Linked DNA regions of Mus musculus: all the other regions are linked to region 1. A link is a contact called in public HiChIP or PLAC-seq data. All regions are on one chromosome and are shown on one strand. The core of a region is the stretch at or near the end of the contact, and the rest is flanking DNA. Distances in the headings are between cores, read along the strand shown. Region 1 holds the start of Tcte2 (t-complex-associated testis expressed 2). Region 2 has its middle 5.0 kb from the start of 2700054A10Rik. Region 3 has its middle 31 kb from the start of 2700054A10Rik. Region 4 has its middle 28 kb from the start of Gm7168.

The links. HiChIP or PLAC-seq counts read pairs in DNA pulled down with a chosen protein or histone mark.
Region 2: an H3K4me3 HiChIP or PLAC-seq map of the SCID.adh cell line shows a contact between it and region 1, with 10 read pairs. The contact joins the enhancer-like site here to the promoter of Tcte2 in region 1. A contact is called at or near these places in 15 of 39 promoter capture datasets (the 3T3-L1 cell line, 3T3-L1-derived adipocytes, the C10 cell line and 10 more), 5 of 484 Hi-C or Micro-C datasets (the HL-1 cell line, brown adipocytes, cerebral cortex and 1 more), 12 of 115 datasets of contacts at active chromatin or transcription factors (the SCID.adh cell line, SST interneurons, bone marrow-derived macrophages and 9 more) and 3 of 9 other capture datasets (adipose tissue, liver and pancreatic islet).
Region 3: a contact with region 1 is called in an H3K4me3 HiChIP or PLAC-seq map of embryonic forebrain, with 4 times the contacts expected there. The contact joins the enhancer-like site here to the promoter of Tcte2 in region 1. A contact is called at or near these places in 7 of 39 promoter capture datasets (3T3-L1-derived adipocytes, the C10 cell line, the HPC-7 cell line and 3 more), 3 of 484 Hi-C or Micro-C datasets (cerebral cortex and cortical neurons), 9 of 115 datasets of contacts at active chromatin or transcription factors (the SCID.adh cell line, SST interneurons, bone marrow-derived macrophages and 6 more) and 3 of 9 other capture datasets (adipose tissue, liver and pancreatic islet).
Region 4: a contact with region 1 is called in an H3K27ac HiChIP or PLAC-seq map of extraembryonic endoderm stem cells. The contact joins the enhancer-like site here to the promoter of Tcte2 in region 1. A contact is called at or near these places in 1 of 484 Hi-C or Micro-C datasets (muscle stem cells) and 3 of 115 datasets of contacts at active chromatin or transcription factors (extraembryonic endoderm stem cells, pancreatic cancer cells and trophoblast stem cells).

Annotation. Positions count from the first base shown.
Region 1 is chr17:13,759,910-13,762,880 of GRCm38.p6, forward strand. Tcte2 (t-complex-associated testis expressed 2) reads right to left here and starts at 1,494. Exons shown (of 3, transcript NM_022311.3): 1 at 1,377-1,494. Afdn (afadin, adherens junction formation factor) reads left to right here and starts at 632. Exons shown (of 33, transcript NM_010806.1): 1 at 632-869. The coding sequence starts at 765.
Region 2 is chr17:13,557,562-13,560,532 of GRCm38.p6, forward strand. No RefSeq gene overlaps it. Among named protein-coding and RNA genes, the nearest start is that of 2700054A10Rik, 5.0 kb to the left of the region's middle. Within about 2 kb of position 1,585, at least 12 of the 459 cell types and tissues checked have an H3K27ac peak or open chromatin away from gene starts, as enhancers often do. A contact at or near this core is called in the HL-1 cell line and the SCID.adh cell line, where this site is marked.
Region 3 is chr17:13,583,142-13,586,112 of GRCm38.p6, forward strand. No RefSeq gene overlaps it. Among named protein-coding and RNA genes, the nearest start is that of 2700054A10Rik, 31 kb to the left of the region's middle. Within about 2 kb of position 1,475, at least 25 of the 459 cell types and tissues checked have an H3K27ac peak or open chromatin away from gene starts, as enhancers often do. A contact at or near this core is called in cortical neurons, embryonic basal ganglia and embryonic forebrain, where this site is marked.
Region 4 is chr17:13,919,364-13,922,334 of GRCm38.p6, forward strand. No RefSeq gene overlaps it. Among named protein-coding and RNA genes, the nearest start is that of Gm7168, 28 kb to the right of the region's middle. Within about 2 kb of position 1,533, at least 83 of the 459 cell types and tissues checked have an H3K27ac peak or open chromatin away from gene starts, as enhancers often do. A contact at or near this core is called in extraembryonic endoderm stem cells, pancreatic cancer cells and trophoblast stem cells, where this site is marked.

The DNA of each region.
Region 1 (2,971 bases), core at 244-2,743:
TAGTGTCTCTCTCTCCCCGTTCTAACTCAGATTCGTTGTTTTCCCCGAGGTGGCATGCGCTCCGCGGAGACACAAAGGGCGCCGCCGCTCCCTGGCCGGGGTTGAGGAATGCGGGGGATCCAAAAGGCACCCTGAGCCGGAGGAGGGCTCGGAAAACATTTGCACTGACGCTCACACACAACCATAATAATTTATCTTTCCTCCGGAGAAAGGTCAGCTGGGATTTGACCCCAGCAGCCAGCGCAGCCCAGGCGTCAGGGCCGCGGCGGGATGGCCGGCCAGTTCCGCCGGCCGCGCAGCCCACGCCCACCTGTCCATCCCGCTCTGCAGCTCCGGGTCGCCCCGCCCGTCAGGGCGCCGCCCCTCTGCTCGCCAGCTCGTCCGCCACCCCTGAGCCTGCCCAGGGCGGACCGAGCGCGGCCGCAGGACCGAGCGGCTCCGGTGAGGACTCACGCCTCCGGCACAGAGCGAGTGCGGCCCGCTGACACCCGACGCGCCCCTGCACGCACGCACGCGCGCGCGACCACGCGGCAGCACCTAGCGGCGCGGCGCGCGCTCGCGGGGACGCGCACGGCGGGCGGGCGCGCACGGCGGCGGGAGGGCGGGGGGCGGCGCTCGGCGCACCGGCCGCGGCTGAGGCGGGCTGAAGCGGCGCGGGCCGGACGCGGGCCGAGCCCGGCGGAGGACGCGCGGCGGCGGCGGCGGCGGTGAGGCGGCCTGCGGTGTTCCGGCCCGGCTGGCCCTGGGGAGGAGCGGCCGCGATCATGTCGGCGGGCGGCCGCGACGAAGAGCGGCGGAAGCTGGCCGACATCATTCACCACTGGAACGCCAACCGGCTGGACCTGTTCGAGATCAGCCAGCCGACCGAGGTGAGCGCCGCCGCCGCCGCCGGGGTGCGAGGGGAGGGGGCCCGCGCGCGGGCCGGCGACGCGGAGGCCGCGGGAGGCAGAGCGCGGTGGGGTCCCGCGGCCGCCCCTCCCCCGCTGGCCTGCCCGCCCGCCCGTCCGCCCGCGGACCCGCCCTCGCCCGCGGCCCTGTCCCCTCGGCCTCCGCCCACCGTACTGGCCAGCGGGGTCCCTAGGGGCGCTCGTCCTTGTCGCCTCCTGCGGTGCCCCGCCGCCCGGGCGGGGTCCAGGGCGGCTTGGTGGCCGGCGCAGAGGGCGGGCCGGCCACCTGCGCGCGGAGACACACCTGGACGTGCACTTGTGTCCCCGGGACTCCGCCTGGCCACCCACGTGGGTCCTCAGACCCCACCTGTGTCACCCGCATCCTTTCCAGGCGCGCACTTGTGTCCTCAGGCCCCGCTTGCGCCCACAGGACTGCACCTGGCCGCCCACCTGTGCGGCACGACCCACCTGTGCCCTCCCGGCCCTTACCTGCCAGCGCACCGGTCCCCGTCGCGGCCCACGCAGGCCGCGGGCCTTCCCCTGCGGGATGCGCTCCTCGCCGCCGGTTTCTTTGATGGCGTCTTCGAACCGTCGGGACGCGGATCTCGGCCCCTCCGAGGCCACGTGACCGGCCGATGCCCGCGGCGGTGTGAGCCCCGTGCGCCCCACGGCGCGCGTGCGTTCTAGCCCGGCGGGGTCCGGTGGCGCGCAGCGGGCAGACAGATAAACCCCTGCTCCAGCCCCGTGCGCTGGCGGTACGCAGCGGGGCTGCGGGAAGCGTTCTGGACGATCTTGGGGGTGGGGTGAGGGCCGGTATCCAGCCAGCCGGTTGGTACCGGGGAGACTGTCGGAGGAGTTCCGTGGCCGGCGGGAAGCCTCGGGGAAGCCTCCGTTAGACAGCGGGCCAAAGGGCGTTTGGTTAAGTTGTGGCTGGGCAGACCTGTTCCACGCGACCCCACACTATACCCAGGACTTGTGCCGGATTTGGAAATAGCTCTGGCTTTGAAACCTAAGAGGTGCTTGCTGAAACACAGCAGCCAGCGCTTAGCCGCGAACACAGATTTGGTAGATCTGAGCAGTCTTCTCAGATTGACTTAATTTTGCCGGTGGAGGAAGGCAGGTTTTCCTCTCCTTCCCTCTCACCTTCTTGTGAGCACACTTGACCTAGTTAGAGCCCTTTCTCTCGATCCCTATTTGACAAGCTAAGGTAAATTATTAGGTTCAGGTGGCCAATTTGAACACCGGTGGATGTTAAGTTACTCCTGATTCATAATTCATCTTCTGTAACGATTTTACGAGTTGTATTTTAGTAAGCAAATTTACTGTGTAGTTAGTGTTCGTTCATAGCCTTACAAGCGACTCTTTAGAAAGGAGCCCTGAATCAATATAGTTTCAGTATTATTTTGTCTTTCAGAATAATTAGCTTGATTTTTTTTTTTTTAAATGGCAGGATAAACTTTGCAAGTAAAATATTGCTAGTCAAGTGAATTCCCTTGTTCCTCCCCCTCCCCCAGAGTTCTTATCTGATTAAGAAAAGATGTGTTTTCTGTTGAGAAGTAACAGCTTAGTGTTTTAGTCTTAAATTGAGGAGTTAGCTTTAAAACATTTTAAATTAAATATTTTAGATTTAACTGGATTCTATTCTATAAGCATTCACTTGAAACTTTATCATTTTGGAGAGATGAACAGTAAAGTTGCATGTTTTGTGGAATGTTCCCCCCCCCCCCCCCCAGTTTTCTGCAGGTAAAGAGTTGTGTAGACAATGAAAAAAATTACAGGACTTAAATGAAATTATCTTTTTCATTACCCTCTCTTACATCTGAACATTTCTATTTTTAGAAACAACTTGTAATTGAAAGCCTTTCATAATGAAATTAATTTGTTTTCAAAATGTAATGGCTAGCTCACATTTTCTATTTTGTTGTTTTAGAGAATCTTTGAGTACTATTAAAATTATTCTGTTCAATTTGAAGCTGTTTTTTATTAGCACACTATATCATATAAGTAAGCTGAGTTCTATGAGTAGTGTAAGACCAGTGGCTGCAGCCTGTTGTGTCTGAGCTGCATCTGCAAACAGTTTTACC
Region 2 (2,971 bases), core at 335-2,834, 200 kb before region 1:
TTCAAATCCCAGCAACCACATGGTGGCTCACAACCATCTGTAATGAGATCTGACGCTCCTCTGGTGCATCTGAAATCTGAAGACAGCTACAGTGTACTTAGATATAATAATAAATAAATATTTAAAAAGAAAAAAAAAAGGCCACAGGGTCCAGCAGTGCCATGCTCACTGCTCCCTGTGGCTCCATGGGGGAAAGCATTTGTGAGACACCCATGTTTGTAGTTTTCTCTGATCCTCATGGCTTCTTTCGGAGAGAATTCCGAACATCTCTAGAATCCCCTATAACTTCAGGCTTCAACCCTATAACTTCCAGTGTAGGAAAAAGCATCTCAGTGGAAGGGTGGGGGTGGGGTAGAGGGGACTCAAGAGTCACAAACATACTTGGCTCTAGGATATGTAATACAGCCATGACATGTTGTTAATTGACCCTTTGTTTTCTCATCTTTAACTCCAAATCACAATATCAAGAACGGTGTGGCAGACTGGAGAAATGACTTAGCGATTAAGAGCACTGACTGCTCTTCCAGAGGTCCTGAGTTCAAATCTCAGCAACTACATGGTGGCTCACAACCATCTGTAATGAGATCTGACTCCCTCTTCTGATGAGTCTGAAGACAGCTACAGTGTACTTACATATAATAAATAAAGAACTGTGTGGCACAGTGTTTATACATACTGAGATTAGCTTTAAATTCTAAATAAGCTTGCGTACAATAGGAATCTGGCACCCAGTCACTATACATGATTTGCTCAGAATGTGTGACACATAGGTGTCTCTGGACAGGCTACCATCCTCCGGGTGCTATCTGTCAGGGACCACCGTCCCTGCTCTGGACCCAGGAGTTCCCCACTGACTCTTCCATGAAGGCCAGTCCTACAGTGACTAAGTCCCTGCCTGTCTCAGTTCATTACCACTAAAGCCCAGTGTAGGACATTCACATCAGTCTTCACTTGATTCAACAGCTGCTATCTTCTCTTCTCCCATATATGTCCAGAACCTGAGCTTCACTGTGCAGTATGTTGCTGCCTAGGGTGAATATACATATAAGATGTAGGCTTGGGGTCTACCCTAAGCGCCCCCACCCCCGTCTTGGAAAGATTGGCATCTGCATGGGCAGGGTACACAGGGGCACAGCAGTGAAAAGTTTTGAACAGTTTTCCCGTGGTCTTGTTTCTGCCAAAGAAAATGGCAGTCCAGGCCAGACATGGTGGCTCACACCTTTAGTCCAAGCACCTGGGAGGTACAAACTGGTGGATTTCTGTGAGTTTAAGGCCAGCCTGTTCTACAGGGTGAATCCCAGGACAGCCAGGGTTACACAGTGAGATGTCATCTTGAAATAAAAACAACAGAGGGGAAAGAAAGAAGAGAAGAGAAGAGAAGAGAAGAGAAGAGAAGAGAAGAGAAGAGAAGAGAAGAGAAGAGGAGTGACCCAAACCCCGGGGGTTGGTAATCAGGTGTGAAGGGGCCCATGAGACTCCCAAGATCCCATGAGAGTTGTGGGTTGGGGTGGGGTGGAAACTGAGCTGGGCCACACCCAGCACTTCACTGAAGTATCTCATCACCCTTAATGCCTGCAGTCCTTTCTAAGGCAAGGAGAACCAATCGAGGTGTGTCTCTCCGGCCTGTGTTTTAATCAGTCCAGGAGTAGTCTTTAATACCTTACAAGGCAGTCTCTCAGAACCACAAAGAGAATTGAGGAGCATTTCAGCTCCCAGGGAACTAGTAATTTTAACAGTCTGAGCAATGGAATAAAACTTAAAAGCAACTTATTAAAGCACACCCTTGATTCTACAGAACACGGAAAACAAAAAATTAAAATATGCACTTCTGAAACTGAGGAGTGCCTGGGTCCTTGCCCATAAGGTGCTGGCCCAGTGTTGAGAACACAGCCCTAGGACGGCAGCAGTGAGAGTGAGAGCCACCAAACAAGGAGGCGGCTGCCCCTCTCCCCAGCCTGTCCCAGTTTGTTCTCAGGCTGTTCTTTAACCACCAGTAAAGGTAAGAAAGGGACCGTGGCCAGGAGTGATGACTATCAGGCTCTGATGACTGTGCTGTAAAATCCGTACTCTATACTGACTGTCATCAAAGAAAAGATGCCAAGGGCCTGTGCCACTGACCTCTTGTCCCTGAGGTGTCACTGACACAGACAGCTAGGTCCCGGTCGGGCTGGAGTCCAGAACAAGAGCCATATGGAGATATACATATTTCAATACAAAAGCCCCTACACACCAGGTTTCAGTGTTTCATGTTTTCTCATAATTGGCACATACTAACAAATTTCAAAAACTGCAAAGGCTACAAAATGTCCCCAATCATACAAAGTGGACTTGAGGATCTTACCCCTCACTGTCTGAGGTGGGGCTGGTGGGGGGGAGAGGCAGACAGAAGCTGACCAAATGGACTGTAAGCTCTTGCCCACCATTCCTGAGCCTCTGACATCAGCTCCGTGATTCTCAACCTCCGTAATGCCATTCCCCATGTTATGGTGACCCCCAACCATAAAATTGTCTTGTTGTTACTTCATAACTGCAATTCTGTTACAGTTATGAGTTGTAATGTAAATATCGGATGATATGCAGGATATCTTATATGAGACCCCTGTGAGAGTCCTTCAACCCACCCCACGCCACCCCACCCGACCCCACTCCATGCTCACAAAGGGTCAGGACCCACAGGTTGAGAACTACTGCACTAGATAGAGCACGTCACCCAACTTGAGAGGGGAAGTCTAAAGGCTCAGGCACTGTGCTTGTACACCTCAGCTGTGACTTAGCATCTTACTGAGAATCACCAAGTACCAGGAGGGAACAGCCAGCCCTATGTTATCCAGTCTGTACTCCCTGTATCCTGACAGCGCTTCCCTGCTTCCTATGGGTGTCTTAGTCCCCGTAACCTGGGACCCTTGGCTGCTTGGCATAAGTACCTCCCACTCTGGATCTTCACAGCCACTCCATTCATTAGTCAGTTCTC
Region 3 (2,971 bases), core at 225-2,724, 180 kb before region 1:
AGAAAATCCACACACACAAATACACACACAGGCATGTGTATGCACAAACACAAGCACATACACATATACACATGCACACACAGATACACCTACACACAAACACACACATGCATGAGTACATAAACACACCCCTACACAAACGCACACACATGCACACACACAATATACAAACATAAACAGACACACACTTATACACAAATATACACACAAACATACCTATACACAAACACATACACATATACACACACACACAATCCATTCTCCTTTCTTCTTGGAACTGCAAAAGGTACATAGTTCTGTTCCTCATGTGAGATAGTAAATTTGCTCCAAGCCTTCTAATTTCATAAACCAATGTCTCAGCAGACCGTTACTACTGTTTGTTTTGAATGTTCATGCTCACATTAGGCAAATCCACTTTAAGTGGCCATTCTTCAGTGGCCTGAACAGAGGTTCAGAATTACCAGCCAGGTGACACTTGGTGTCCTGTACAGCCTCTCTGTGGCCTTCCCCCTCCTCTTCTCCTGGAAGGAATTGAATGAGATCATCTAGTCTAAGCAAATGCAACACAACTTCAGAGCTAACAGCTATTATCAAGACCATTAGACCACTCTACTCTACAACGAAAATTTCACCAGTTCTCTTTATTGTTTTATGTATTCTTTTAGCTAATTGTGGTAAGCCTAGTGTAACCCAATTAAGCAAATGTACTGAACCAAAGCTGCCCAGATATTTTAAATGATGTTTTCTCATGATGTCTTGCAGCAAGTTATATATTCCAAAGGAAACGAGGGTACTGTACGGCATATGCTAGTTACGCTAGAATTAATTGGCACTGAAGTAGGTCCTGTGCAGCTGGGGTAAGACATGAGCTCAGAAGCTCACAGAGCTGTCACACACACACACACACACACACACACACACACACACACACACACGCATCGCCAGCCATCTGTACACCCACCGCAGGGTGCAAGAGATGCTGGATGTGAGTAAGCACTGTTTCTAAGAGCAAGAGTGAAAAGGGGAAGAACAAAAGAGGATGAAGAACCTCGGGAAGAAGGAATGAAGGAGAGAGAGGAGGGAAGGGAAGAGGAGGGAGATGAAGGAAGGGAAGGAAGAGGGAGAAAGGAGGAGCAAGATGAGGGAAGGGAAGGAGTGGGGAGAAAAGCAGAAAGAAAATAAAAGGGAAAGGGACGAGAGCAAGAAAGGAGGGAGAGGCTGAAACTTTAAGTCAATTATTTCGAATTAAAGATGGGAATGGAAGAAGGAAACAGGAAAGAAGGGGGAAGGAGACGGTGGGGGTGGGGAGGAGCCACTGCTGCTCTAAATGTCATTTGGACAGACAGCAGGCTGCAGAGGCTTTCTGTGGTTTTCAGCAACCAAAATTAAATAAAACACTCAAGGTGTAGGAATGTTCCTTATAGGAACAGGTGACCTTGGGCATTTCCCAGAGAGGGTGTGACTGTACGTGGCAGGCGCTGCTCCTGCAGACAGCAGGGCCAAGGAGACAGAGTTCCCGTGGCCAAGACATATGCAGAGCAGAGCCTCTCAAGGCCAATGTGGCCTGTGCAGAAAAGAGAACACCAGAGGATCAAGGCCCAGGAGTTCAGGGACAGAAAACATTATGCATGCACACATGTGTTTCCTAACTGACCCATGACTACAGAACTGGGTGTATGGGACAGAAGGCTCAGAAGCCTTCTCTAGATGTGTAATTCCATCAATCTTCTGAGTTTGCCTGGGAATAACTCAGTACCCTGTATAGTGCAAGGCCTCTTGTTCTCAAGTCCACTTGTTGCCAAGACACAAGAGGTGCAGGATGGCAAGGATAGCAAGGAGATGTGGAGTGGACTGGAGAATTGGAAGGAATATATATATACATACATATATATATATATATATATATATATATATATATATATATATATATATACATATGTATATACATATATATGCCCCAAGTGGAATAACAAAGGGTAGGAAAGCCAGCAGGCACCCCAGTTCTCCTCAGTCATGAAAAGATGGGTAGGTGCTTAATATGTACCGTGACAATTATCGACACAGTGCAGCATCTGCCTAAAATAACCTCACATAGGCCCACATTAAAATGAGAGCAGCTTGCTAGCCAGGTGAGCTGTCTGGTGTGTGAGAGGTAATCAGGACTTCTTTCTTATTCTCTGGGTGCTATGGAAGTCCTCCTGTCCCCAGAAAGGCTGAAGCAAAGGCGAGGACTGTACTTTCAGATGAGCAGCTACTAAGTAAGCTAGTTAACATCCTTGCACATCCATATATGACACCCGTGCACTTCCATGTATAAAACACTCACGCTTCCATATATAACACCCTTGCACTTCCATAAATAACACACTCATACTTCCATAGATAACACACTCACACTTCCATAAATAACATCTTTGCACTTCCATAGATAACACACTGGTACTTCCACAGATAACATACTGGCACATCCATAAACAGCACATTGGTACTTCCATAGATAGCACACTCACACTTTCATAGATAACACACTTGCATGCCCATAGATAACACAATAATACTTCTGTATAGTACACTTGCTCTTCCACAGATAACACACTGGCACTTCCACAGATAACACACTGGCACTTCCAAAGATAACACACTGGCACTTCCATAGATAATGCACTGGCACTTCCACAGATAACACACTGGCACTTCCATAGATAACACACTTGCATATTCATAGATAACACACTGGCACTTCCATAGATAACACACTTGCATATTCATGGATAAACACGATAGTATTTCTGTAGATAACACACTTGCACTTCCATAGATAACACACTGGCACTTCCATAGATAACACACTTGCATGCTCATAATAAACACGATAGTACTTCTGTAGATAACAGACTGGCACTTCCACAGAAAACACACTGGCAATTCCACAGATAACACACTTGCACTTCCATAGATAACACACTGGAAA
Region 4 (2,971 bases), core at 283-2,782, 160 kb after region 1:
GATACAGACAGCCAGAAAGATATGGGTGATAGATACTGGAGTAGGGTCCCCACAGCAATGATGAGAGGTCTCGACAGCAGTGACCATGTCTAAATAGCTACTGGTATTACTAGGCCACCTTGATAAACTCCCAACAAATGCAAGCAGCAAACTCAGCTTTGGTTGTAGCTTCTTGGCTCCTGGCCTCCTCTCCCCATCCCTGTCTTCCCTAGCCCTTCTCAATCATGGCCTTAATCTCATCCACGGGGTTAGCAAATAGCCCATCCCTGTCTCTAAGGCTAGCGTCTGTACAATGCAGGTGGGTGGGTCTGTCATGTCCCACCTCCTGTCCCTGGTTTTTGGCACTTTTCCATATCCATGTCCTCCTTTGTGGGAACATTGCAGGGCTGCTTTCTCATGTGAGCCTTTCCTGTTCACCTGCATGTTCACTCCTGTGCTAATGGTACTCCAGCATCCCTGAGTGTGCTTCGGTAGTCTGAGATGCTGGGCAGGTCCAGTGCTGTCTGAAGGAGGCATCCAGTCCCATTTGGGTATGGTATGACTTGTTAACAGTTTCGTTGGGCCTGGCAGTCTCAAGCCAAGTCAGCTATGTGGTCAGAGCTGGCAGGCAGGAGAGAGAGCCCCACAGCCTGTGCTGACTGGAGGCCTGCTGGGTTAGGACTGCCTCAAGCCCAATCTCTGTGCAGGGACCCCATCTGAAAAGGGAAGAAAGCAGACTATACAGGCTGTAGCCATCTCAGGACAGCAGTGGTACTGAGCTGGCTGAGTCACCTGAACGGTGTCAGCTGAACTGAGGATGCTTTCAGACTGCGTAGAAGATAGATGGGCATCTTCAGGACAGCCCTCCAGCTATTCAAGACTGTAACTGGGGTCACCCAGGTCTGAGGCACAGGTGTAGAGCAGCAAGTTCTTTAGGGTTAGCAGGGGTCATCAGCGTTTCAACCCAGCTTGGCAGAAGGGGTAGCCAAGCAAGTTTCGTGGCAGCATAGAATCCTAAGTTGACAGGAACTGATAAGTTATTTCTCGGCCAGTGAAATGAGCCAATTCAAGCCAGATTGGATTATATTAAATGCAGGTTTATTGGGAAGCTGTGAGTTCACTGGCCCCAAGGACAAAGGCCAGGGAAGTTGCCATGGGAAGGGAGAGAGGGGTAGGGGGAAGAGAAAGACAGAACACATGCTCAGAATGATGGGATGGGGGGAGAAAGGGGAGAAGGAGACCAAAATGTCTGGATTATGTAGGGAGGAGCCCTATATGAGGGAAGGGCCTGGCCTGGAAAGTTCATGATTGGGGGCAGGGTATGCTAGTTAGGGATAACTTGGAGGTCAGGTCTGCTTCCATATGTAAAAATATTCACCTCAGTCCCTTGTCCTGGGGTCTGAGACCAAACAGAATCCACAAACCAAAAGGAATTCTACAGCCTTCTGCTCCTCTGCCCAGGAGACTGGCCTTCTGGCTCTGTGAGCAAAGCTCACTTTCACTCTTCCCTTAAGTCAAGAAGGCATCATCCAGATGACCCAGGGAGGGTCAGCACAGGAAGCCACAAGCCAGATTCTTGAAATTCCTCCTCACCTGCCTGAGATGCCTCACATGCCCAGTATACCAGGAAATGGATTCTTGTTACAACTTAGTGAACAAATCTGCTACAGTTGAATTAAAAATGTGTGTGGCACAGAGCTGGCTGCCCTGTGTGGAAATTTCAGGGGTCAGGGCCGGTCCACTGCTGAGCTACCTTCTGTGTGGTCGATGACTGAAAGCTCTTTGCTGTTGTAGGAGCAGAAAGGAAACATTTGAGTCACAGAGCTGGTAACGTCCTTTCACATTCAGTCTGTGGATGGTTCCTGTTGGGGACACATCTGAAGGCAGAGGACAGTGGCAGGCATTGCAGGGACACCCAGTTCTCAGCTCTGGAGCCCAGGTGAAGCTGACTTTTAGGGTGGTGCTCCTTCATGAAGCAGGGCAAGACCAACAGGACTGGGCTTGAGTGTGGCCACAGTATCTGTGTTAACACGTCCATCAGCTAAGGATCCCACCCAACTCAGCCTCCCCTTTAGGTTTTATCAAGGGCAGTGTCCCTTCGGCCTTTCTTTTTCCAAAAGCTAAGGGCTTTGAGGTTGACAGTGATGTTTTTGACATACAGGAAATCACGGTGGTGATAGCATGAGACTCCAGTGAGACTTGACCCCCCAGGCTCAGCAGGACATGTGCCATGCTCCTAAGAAGACCTTTGTCCCCTGCCTTTTCCTCTGCCTCTGCCTCTTTTCTTTCATTTCATCTCCTACCCTGCAACCTCCACTCCCTGGGCTCGGCTGGTCTCCTTGGGATTTGCAGAGGGGTTTGACCTCCTGGCCAGCTCCATGCTTTGGGTCCTGTTCTCCCATCCCACAACAACCTCCCTGAGTCTTCTCTTTATACTATACACTTGTAGTATGGCACACAACATCTCTGTCCTTTTTGTGTGTGTGTGAGTATAGTATGTGTGTATGTGTACATGTTTGTATTTTTGTACGTGCGCGCACACACACACACACACACACACACACACACACACAGGCTAGAGGAGGGTGCTGGGGATTACTCTCTGTCATTCCTCACTGTAGTCTTTTCAGACAGCATCTCTCCCTGAACCTGCAGCTTGAACTTTTCATCTGGCTGCCAGTAAGCCACTTCCATCTCTGCCCCAACACACATCATAGGTGCACCCAAGACCACACCTAGTTTATATGGGTGCAAGGATCCATACGCTTGTCTTGAAGTGCCCTTAAATACTGGGCCATATTACCAAGCCCCAAATACTGCTATTTTCTTAATGGTGGCTGAACACTCAAAGCAGGCCTCAGTAGCTTGGCAGGATGCAGATTTTTTTCAGGTGTCAATGGCTCTACCTGCTCCCTTCTTTAACTGGTGATGTGTTAAATGCCCAAGATACTGGTATTGGGACCATCAGGGGACTGTAAGGCATGGATACATT